Regions from separate parts of the Zea mays genome. Here region 2 is linked to region 1. The links are chromatin contacts, called in public Hi-C maps. All regions are on one chromosome and are shown on one strand. The core of a region is the stretch at or near the end of the contact, and the rest is flanking DNA. Distances in the headings are between cores, read along the strand shown. Region 1 overlaps LOC100273243 (Zinc finger CCCH domain-containing protein 33). Region 2 holds the start of LOC100274561.

Region 1 (4,576 bases), core at 1,951-4,450:
CAGTGCCAGATCCAGTGTCAGATGTTCGGGCTGAGGATGAGACCTTCAGACAATTCGAGACCCAAGGTGTCGTTGCTGACACGTCTTCCGATGATGATGAGGGCATTGGGATCCCGCCACTGCTTCCTATGCCTCCTGCTATTGACCCTGCTCTGGTCGTGATTCTTCAGCCACTTACGCAGCAGCAGGCTCATCTGGCAGCAGAGCAGGCTCGATAGGCAGCCATCCAGCAGCAGATGTCCGAACGGATGCTCTCTATGTTTTAGACTATTCAGGACCGTCAGGACACTCTTCAGCAGCAACCCTTGGCAGACAGGGTCGAGCATCCAGTGTTTATGACACATATCTTTCATCACACCGGTGTTCAGCTCCCACCAGTCCAGTTTGCCTCTCATCCAGCTCTTCAGGCAACTATCGTACCAGCTCTTCAGGCAGGACCCACACTTCCCTCATTTGGTCATTCTCCTTATCCGCTCCAACCAGTCACTTTGGACTTCTCGTCGCTGGTCGTCGGAACCGTCAGTGCTCAGCCGCCAGTGCCACAAGCGCCTGCTGTTACCACTGTTGTTGTGGCGGTGTCCGTGACTGCACCAGCTCCGACGGATCCTGCATCGCAGCCTTTGTCTGAGTCAGTACTAGCTCCAGCTTCTACTGCAGATCCTGGATTCGAGACTGACTCTAATCCTCAGCTTGTGTTTGCGCTTCTGCCTCGACCGCGACCGGATGTGCCCTCGCCTCCTCCTTCCTCTTCTGGTGTGTAGGTTCGGGTAACCCTTTTGGTGTTTGACGCCAAAGGGGGAGAGATATGAGAGTTGTGAGAGCTAGGGGGAGTTAGGGAGTTAGTTGAGAGTGTCTTTTGATATTTTGATGTAATATATTTCCTTGATAATATCTGTATTAGCTCCACTTTTGTATGACGCTTAACTCACAAACTCTATGATATGCTCTCGAAGTTTATTATTGACTGTGTGTGTATTGTGTTTTCACCTAAGATGTTATCACTAGTCATTCAGTTCTTGTTCATGGATTTCATTTCATTTTTATATGAACAAGAAACTTATGTCGTGTATGCGCCTATACTTACTATTCTTTTACACGCCTCTTTCTGTCAAAATTATTAAGTATAACTAACCATCTTCTCTATTGACAGAAAAACAAACAAACTAGTCTCACACTCTTGTAGGGTTGTCATCAATCACCAAAATACTGGCGTCATCCACGAGAGTTTGCATCTCTATCTTGCTCTTTACCTTCCGCATTTATATTAAGTATTTAAGTTTTAATCTCGTCTTTCTAGTTAGATTATTTAGGATTGAAACTTAGACTTTGCGGTAGAGATAGCAACACTTAGACAAAACCTAGTTTGTACATTTTAGATTGTTTATCTGGATATGTTTTGCTCCAGGATTTAATTGTGGCCTAGTTTAGAGATAGTTTTTGAAGTCCTAATTCACCCCCTTCTTAGACGTTACCGTTTCCTACAAACTCTTCTAAAAAATTGCAGATTTTTGGTACTATGTTATAAAGTTATAATTGATCAAAATTATGTACATTGATCCCTTCTTATATATAAGGCACTTTGCTTGCATTGTCTATTTTCAATTGCGTTATGTCCTTTCAATATGGTACTTTTATTTTCAATTACGCTATGAATTTTTCTTACACCACTGCTTGAGTTGTACCTTGATTTTCTCACATCATCCGCCACTACAAAGGCTTCCCTAAAAAGACTCTATATATAAGGAGGAAGAAATTTCTTTGTATATATAAGGAAAGCTCTATGTTTCTCTGTACTTTCATTATATCATTTCTTTGAGATATTAATCTTGTTTAAGTATAATGTGTAGTATGGTAGTACAAATATGGTACAATTTTTTTAAAAAAATATAAAAAGATAAATAACCGAATTACAGTGTATAGAGAGAGATTATAGAGAGAATGGGTGGAGACAGCTTAATAATAAGGAAGTTGGATATAATGGCTCACAGAGACTTGTCTCTTGGTAGAAATGGGTGTAAACTTCGCTCAACATTATTGGCACTTTGTACCATCACTATCATTAGCATCATGTCATCTTGCATTTTAAACGTAGATAAGCACCAAGGTGGGCACTTTGTACACGATGTAGAAACATAAGGTCATGTTTGTTTCGGATTATAATCTCTTCATATTATATAATCCAGCGCAAATAATCCAACAAGTAAACAAACACCTAGATTATGGGTTCAGATTATATAATCTAAAGCCCAGATTATAATAATCTTATAATCTCCTCAAGAGTAGCTTATTTGAGATTATTTTTGGCAAAAGACTCACTATTCATGGTTATTTGGTTATGTAAATATAAATTACAATATATGTCATCCTTCTCTCCTTACCTAAATAAACAAAAAGTGTATTGTTATCTTTGTGAATGATCTATATTTGTATAATCTAGACTATCAAACAACTACATATAAATTATAATCTATCTAAATTATAATCTGAATTATATAATTTAGATTATAATCCAGATTATATAATCTATAAGCTAAAATAAACAGTCCCTGTCAGGACCACCAAGATAAAAACGACTCTCAAATAACTGAGTTTAAAGCATGGTGGGTAATACAGAGCATACGATGGCAACCTATTATTTTCCCAATCTTCAAAACGCACACTTTCAGAGTGCGGGGCTGCCCTTATGAAAAAGAGATAAATGCCGAGAAAAAAAAAACGAGACAATAATTAACAAAAGAGGTTATGCTTGCGCATCCCCAGTCAGTTTCGCAACAGCTTTGTCCATGCAAAGACAGCTCTATAACTACAGCACCGGGACCAGTGCACATGACTCGAATGGGTTTGAATGTCCAGAGGTGAGTAGGTTCCATCCATACATATGTTTTAAATAAGGTAGGTTTGTTCCCGTTTCAGTGGGGGAGCAAATGAGCATCCCGAACAGGCAAGAACTTTTTCCTGCCTGAATGCAATACACGTTGAAGCAAGCTCCGGTATGTAAAGCTCAGAGGTGGGGCAAAAGACCTGTACAGCTTCGGATCCTCGAATGTTGTTGGTTGCAGATGGTTACTCCAGTCAAGAATGGGGAACGAAGACACCGAGGATGGCCTAGGACGCCTCTCTCTCAGCGCTCCTTTCACCAGAGGGTATTTGCTGGGAATCAGAGTGGGCAATCCTCCTAGACCTTCCGGAACCACCATCAGGCGATGCTTCTGGGTGCGACGGCGGTACATGTGCCAGCATGCGCCGAGGAGCTGGGGCCTCGCTAGCTGGCGATGGAGCCTGGCCGTACATGGCATTTCCCATTGGGTGATCGAATTTGCAATTTGGACCGAACTTGCACATGCCGTAGCGATTGTAGAAACTGCATATTGGCTCTCCCTGTGAGCGGAAATAAAATAAACAGATGGTTAAGCAACACGTATGTGTGTAGCATGTTTGCATTATACCACCAGTGTCAAGTATTGCATGGCATCAACCTTGGCATTAGTTTTAAGGTTCATTTTCTGTGGGTAACCATAGGGAATAAATACATTATCAACGATAAAGAAAATGAAAAGGGATAAGTGACAGTATATATTATAAAGGATTGGCTCTTGAAACAGCTGTATAGCCCAAGCAAGAATTATGTTTAGCACTCACTAGTTCCTTTAAAAAATTAAGATACAGAAGAGAACCAGAGAAGATAAACTATTGAGAAATGACACCCCCTGGGTTACAATTTCTGCAAACACATCATAATCAATTGAATTTTACACCAAAGAGTTGACAAGTATACATCTACTACAGGCCCATTAGGCGCTATATATATATATATATATATATACACACACACTGTGGCAGCATGGTTCTTCCACTCTTTTAAGGTTAGTAACATGGTATCACAGCCAAGGATGAGAGTTAGGGTTAGACTCATCTAATCTAATCCACCCACTATCCATTTCTGTTTGGAAAAATCTCTTGTATGCCATCGGAGTTTATACTCATCCCTTGTATGCGGTCTACCACTGCCTGTCTCACGTGCTGCAAATGGGCTGACGTCACAAAGAGGCAACACCTCAGCAGCCGACAGTGTTTGCTCTCCACATCCAACCTATCTAGCTTAAAGGTGTCATTTGGGACTCATTATCCGTTAACCATGGGAAATTTCTCTATTAGAGTTAGGGTATGGTGCGAAAGGGCCTCTAGCCAAGTTGGTTAGGTGGTCTAAATAGCACTCCTCAGATCTTGGATTCGACTCTCCGTGGGAGCGAATTTTAGGTTGTGGTTAAAAAATTCCCTCGTCTGTCTCACGCCAAAGAACAGGTCTAAAGCCTGGTCCCGGTTGTTCTCACATGGGCTATGATGTCGTGGTGTATGGGTGGGGCAGGGGTTCTGACTTCTGAGGTTTTCTCGACCTACGTGACAAGGTCTTCTTCTTAATATAATTCAGTGGAGCGGTCTTACCCCCGAGTTTTTTTAGAGTTAGGGTATGGGGAGATTTTAATCCCCGTGGGTACATATTTGGGGGAAATTCTTTTCCCATTGGGTATGGTGGGTATGGGGAAGCACAATACAAACCTGATTACCCATGAGTAAT
Region 2 (4,840 bases), core at 2,145-4,644, 210 kb before region 1:
AAGTTCATGTGTTCCGGGCGATTGAGCGTGGCCAAGCAAGAAGGGTGGAGCCGATGAGTATCACGAGTGTATATAGGTGTTGAAACACGATTAAAACGAATAGGAGCAGACCTGAAGGTAGCTGGCCATGGGGCACGGAGGATTTTTGCTTGCCAGTGATAGCAAAGGGGGAAAACGACGCCGTGACAGTTCTGGGTGGAATTAGGAGGTGAGATTAGGGCTACACGGCTGTAAGGGACTATGGTTTCACCGTGCACAACCAATTTTGGGAGAGGTGGATAGGATTCCGTGAATTTGAGCTTCAACTGAGCTTACTGGTGGAGATGCGAATACCTCGCCGTGGTCCATGGCGCTATTTATAGCCATGACGGTCCGGCTAACGATCAGCGACCGCGGAAGGCTTTGTTCACGCATGGCTACCACGTATAGAAGAGGCACAGTAAGGGGAAAATGAGGCATGGGTGACACCGCGGTGGAAGTGACCGAGCCACGGTGACCGCCGGTGGGATTTCTCTGGGCACACACGATTGGGTTCGCGGAATGGTGCCACGTCCGAATTTATCTTTACGCGATCAAATCCCCTTCACCAGATTACTCGAGCACATCCGATTCAACAGTGCCGCAGATCTTTTACCCGCGTTCTTCAGATATTTACTCAGTTTTGATCTTCAGCGTTTTCCTGAACCGACCCCCTTCCACCCACTTATTCTCTTGATTCTTGTTAAGAACAGAGCAAACTTCATTAACAAAGTTTGTTCACTAAACATCAGCCTTCAAACTTACTATAGGATACTTGGGTCAAAACCGAGTGAATTCAAAGATATGGTGCGTCCAATTTGGCCCCATCCCACTGTGACCATTTCTGTTTTCGAATTCAGTTTCAGTTATTCAACACAATTCTGACAAAGCAACTTTGGGCTGCAGTTTCTTTAATTTTTGTATAACAACTAAAGAAGATGTTTGTATCAAAGTTATCCTCCTATAATAGCTCTAGACTTTTGATGCGTTGACCCAGGGCAAAATCCTTATGGTTTGGAAGTTACAGAGCTTCAAAGTTGAGCCAAATGCACTGAAAATCAGACTTAACTCCATAGGGCTCAAATAGGGCTTTTTGCAAATAAGTCCAGTTCACATCTTTTGACTTGGGAATCCCCAATTATGTGAACCATATGACTTAAGATACCCTAATACCTTGGTTTTTTGAACTTTAGTCCAAAAGTGCACTAGTTTTGCACTTAGCCCCTTAGGGTCTTAGTCTAGGGTTTTCCAGGGTTCTATTTAGGGTTTTTGATACTTCTAGGGTTTGGATGCTACTTAAGTTCATCCATGGTGACATGTTATGACCATCTCTAATAAGTTTTGAAGCTTTCTCTTTTTAAGCTTTGTTTGCTCTATTAAGCCCAATCTGGGGTTAAGCACTGTACCCTAGGGTTTCACTTATAACATGTCACATCAATACAACTTGTTTGAACTTTTTGCCTAGTGAATGCATTCTAAGTGTAACAATCACATGATATGCCAATGCTTATGATGTTATGCTCAAGTTTTAGTGGCAGTAACACCAGGGGTGTTACAACACTCAACCAATCTAAGTGATCGATTGAGAGAGGGAAAGTGTTGAAATAGACCCGGCCTTCGTGGCCTCCTCAATGGGGAGTAGGTTCATTGGAACCGAACCTCAGGAAACAAATCGTTGTGTTCATTTGTGTTGATCATTACCTTACGATTTGATTCTTCCTCTCTCCTCTCTCTAAGTTCTCTTGCATACAATCTTTTTGAGTTAGCTCCCAAAGTCATCCGCATCGATTGAGCAACTCTTAGCAAGAAGAACTCTCCTCCGCACTCTGATTTTATTATTACTTGTTTCTAATCCTAACCTCGAGTGAAGTTCGTGTTCAAAGTTCATAAATTTCAGGTTTCGGCTATTCACCCCCCTCTAGACGACTTTCATCTAGCAACCCCAAGTTTATGCCATACTTTAATGTATTATAAGTAACTCATGCCATATTGTATTTTAAGCAACTTATATTATACTTCAAGGTATTATACTTGAACTGTTATATTGTTTAGGACTGTATTGCAGCGATCGATAGAACTCATGTTCCTATTACTATATCTCATAGCTTGCAAGACCCATATCAAAATAGAAAGGGTGGTCTGTCACAGAATGTAATGGTGGTGTGTGGCTTTATCAGTAAATTGTGCATGTAAGTGTTGGATGGGAAGGATGAAGGATCAGCTGTAGATGTGTTGTGTCATACTGTTCCATGCCTCTTTGTTCCATCCATTCTGAGCACGATATCTTGGTGAGTTGTATTCTTTGAGGATGCTCACAAAATCCATGTTTCTACCTTCATTGCAATATGCTCTCACCTCTATTTTTTCTATAACAAACAAAATTCTCAGAACTGTGATTATAAACTGCATATATGAACATCAATACCAAGTAGACACAAAACTGATTACAAACTGAATATATCAATATCAATAGCAAAATGGACACAAAATAGCACAATTGATTCTCAACCAAAAGCATGTGTAAAAAAGTAGTAACCCTAGGTGGTTCAGAGAGGAATAGTGAGGAGAACGAAACATACCGACCTTCTCTTCATCCCCAGCTCCTCGCATGGTGGCGGCAACTTCAATCCCTAAGCCGACAGCTTCAATCCCTAAGCCGGCGCGGAGGATGAGACTCTCTACTAGACGAGTGAGGGTGTGTGCGGGAAAAGCACTGGGCGACAACGGGAGCAAGAGCTAGGTGACGGAGGACATGGGGCGACAGCGAGAGGAGAACCTGAGGATCACAAATGCGAGAGACTTGGGCGACCACAGGGCGGGAAAAAGAAATGGGCGGTGTCGGGAGAAAAGGTTGTGCAGATAGGAAAAGATCATGAGTCAGGTATCAGGATGTGAAAAAAATGCGCGTGAGAAAATTTGGGTCTGAACCACTGTACCAAATACTCCAAAAATACTACAATTTGACTAATCCATAGTATTGAAAACTCTGTTTTTAGTGATTTCTCAAAAAACTTTTGATCTAGAATATTATAGTATTAGCAAATCCTACAATATTTGTCAAAAACCATGAAAAAACTACACTTCCAAAGTCCAAACAGAACCTAAAGTGCTACACCATGGACGCTCGCCGCTCGGTCCTTTGTTTGAGGATACTGACGCTCGTATCTAACTAGTAATCGTATGGGCCGGACCAAAATTTCGGATGCAGCCCAACATAGCTAGTTTTCGCTGAAGCTTCTGGCCCAACATGGCCCGATCGCCGCCGGCGAGCGGGTCTTTTCTGCTCGTACTTGCACCATTGGTCCATTGCCCTAAATCCTAACCAGAATCAAACGGTCCAAACCCCAAGCCCCTCCTCGCCTCCTCGGCCACGCATGGGGAACGCGCGGCGCCCCGCCGCTGACTCGGCGGCGGCGTCGGACCGGGAGGTCGGATTTGCGAAGCTACATGGCGAGTGCTTCGAGTACTACATGCAGACCTACTCCATCGTTCTAGGTCGCCATAGCCGCCGTCGCAGCAAGGGCCCCGTCGCCGCCCCGCCGGAGGCCGACGACGGCGTCGACGTGGACCTCGGCGCCCTCGGAGCAGGCATGAACGTCTCCCGCCGCCACGCGCGCATTTTCTACGACTTCCTGCGCCGCCGTTTCGCGCTTGAGGTGCTTGGTAAGAACGGCTGCCTCGTCGAGGGCGTGCACCACGTCCCCGGGTCCGCCCCCGTCAAGCTCGACTCCCAGGACCTCCTCCAGATGGGGGACACCAAGTTCTACTTCCTCCTCCCCTCCCGCTCCGTCTTCGACGCCGGCATCACGCGCCGGTCATCCGCCGTTCAGCGCGCGATCCCGCCGCCTCCGTCTGATGATGACGAGGATGAGGATGAACATGAAGAGGCCGTGGCAGCGGCGAAGCGTCGGAGGGACGGTTATAACGGTACTGAATTCTTGCATTTTTTTTATCTCTGTTGGGTTTGAATATTTGCTACTTGTCTGATTGTACGTTGAATCTGTTTTTGGGAATTGGGATTGCATTAACAAGTTCAACTGATTAGTGAAATACTGAAATGATAATTACTTCTCTTCTCAATGTACATTGAATTTGCCTTTTGAGAATTGGGATTACATCATCAAGTTCATTTGATTGGTGATGAACCCATTCTTCATGCTTTTGCTATAATTTTTCCTGTATATTCCAATGAAATGGGTGATACATCATGCAATGAATTTGGTGGTAATAGCTCTTTATTTGTTTATTGTATTTATGTTGTTATGTATTCTTCGCTACTGTTTCTTGATTATTTCCGGGTTTGAGTTGTTACACTTATGCTTGCCAATTGGATGGTGAGAGTGTATCACCTAGTGGTGTTACATCTTTTTCATTGAATGTGTGGCAATCCTAAGTTTAATTGATGAGATGATGCTCTTGTAGCAGTGGATGTGCAAGACACGGGGGAGAAAATGAGGGATTAATGTGCAGTAGTTCAGGATTGCTCGAGTTTTGTTAATAATCATCTGTTAACTGTTATTGCCAGTTCTTTGCCTGGACATTGGTTTGTGTTGCAGCAATTGTAGGAGGTGACTAGCGTCATTTGCATCTTTTTATGCTAGTGAAATTACTGTTCCTGCCAGATCAAGGATTTGAAGTTCTTGTTGAAACTTTACACCAATGTTTTGAAGTCGTCTAGTCAAACCCAGCCGTATAGCTACTGACCAGTCGACTATTCGCGATTAGTTGTCGACCAGACCGACTAATTGAGCCTAATGCAAGGAAAGCACAGCAGCAAGACGAGCTCATCTTTTTGGTGCTTGATACCAGCTGATACACAAGA

What was found. A called contact is a pair of places that touch in the nucleus more often than the background predicts.
Region 2: a contact with region 1 is called in a Hi-C map of root tip, with 3 times the contacts expected there. The contact joins the promoter of LOC100274561 here to the enhancer-like site in region 1. A contact is called at or near these places in 14 of 25 Hi-C or Micro-C datasets (bundle sheath, ear, endosperm and 4 more) and 1 of 3 datasets of contacts at active chromatin or transcription factors (leaf).

The regions. Positions count from the first base shown.
Region 1 is chr4:21,907,510-21,912,085 of Zm-B73-REFERENCE-NAM-5.0, reverse strand. It overlaps LOC100273243 (Zinc finger CCCH domain-containing protein 33), which reads right to left. Exons shown (of 7, transcript NM_001147685.1): 7 at 2,712-3,378. The coding sequence ends at 3,106. Among protein-coding and RNA genes, the nearest start is that of LOC100273243, 21 kb to the right of the region's middle. Within about 2 kb of position 3,200, at least 9 of the 20 cell types and tissues checked have an H3K27ac peak or open chromatin away from gene starts, as enhancers often do. A contact at or near this core is called in endosperm and root tip, where this site is marked.
Region 2 is chr4:22,114,219-22,119,058 of Zm-B73-REFERENCE-NAM-5.0, reverse strand. It overlaps LOC100274561, which reads left to right and starts at 3,394. Exons shown (of 4, transcript NM_001148916.1): 1 at 3,394-3,945. The coding sequence starts at 3,489.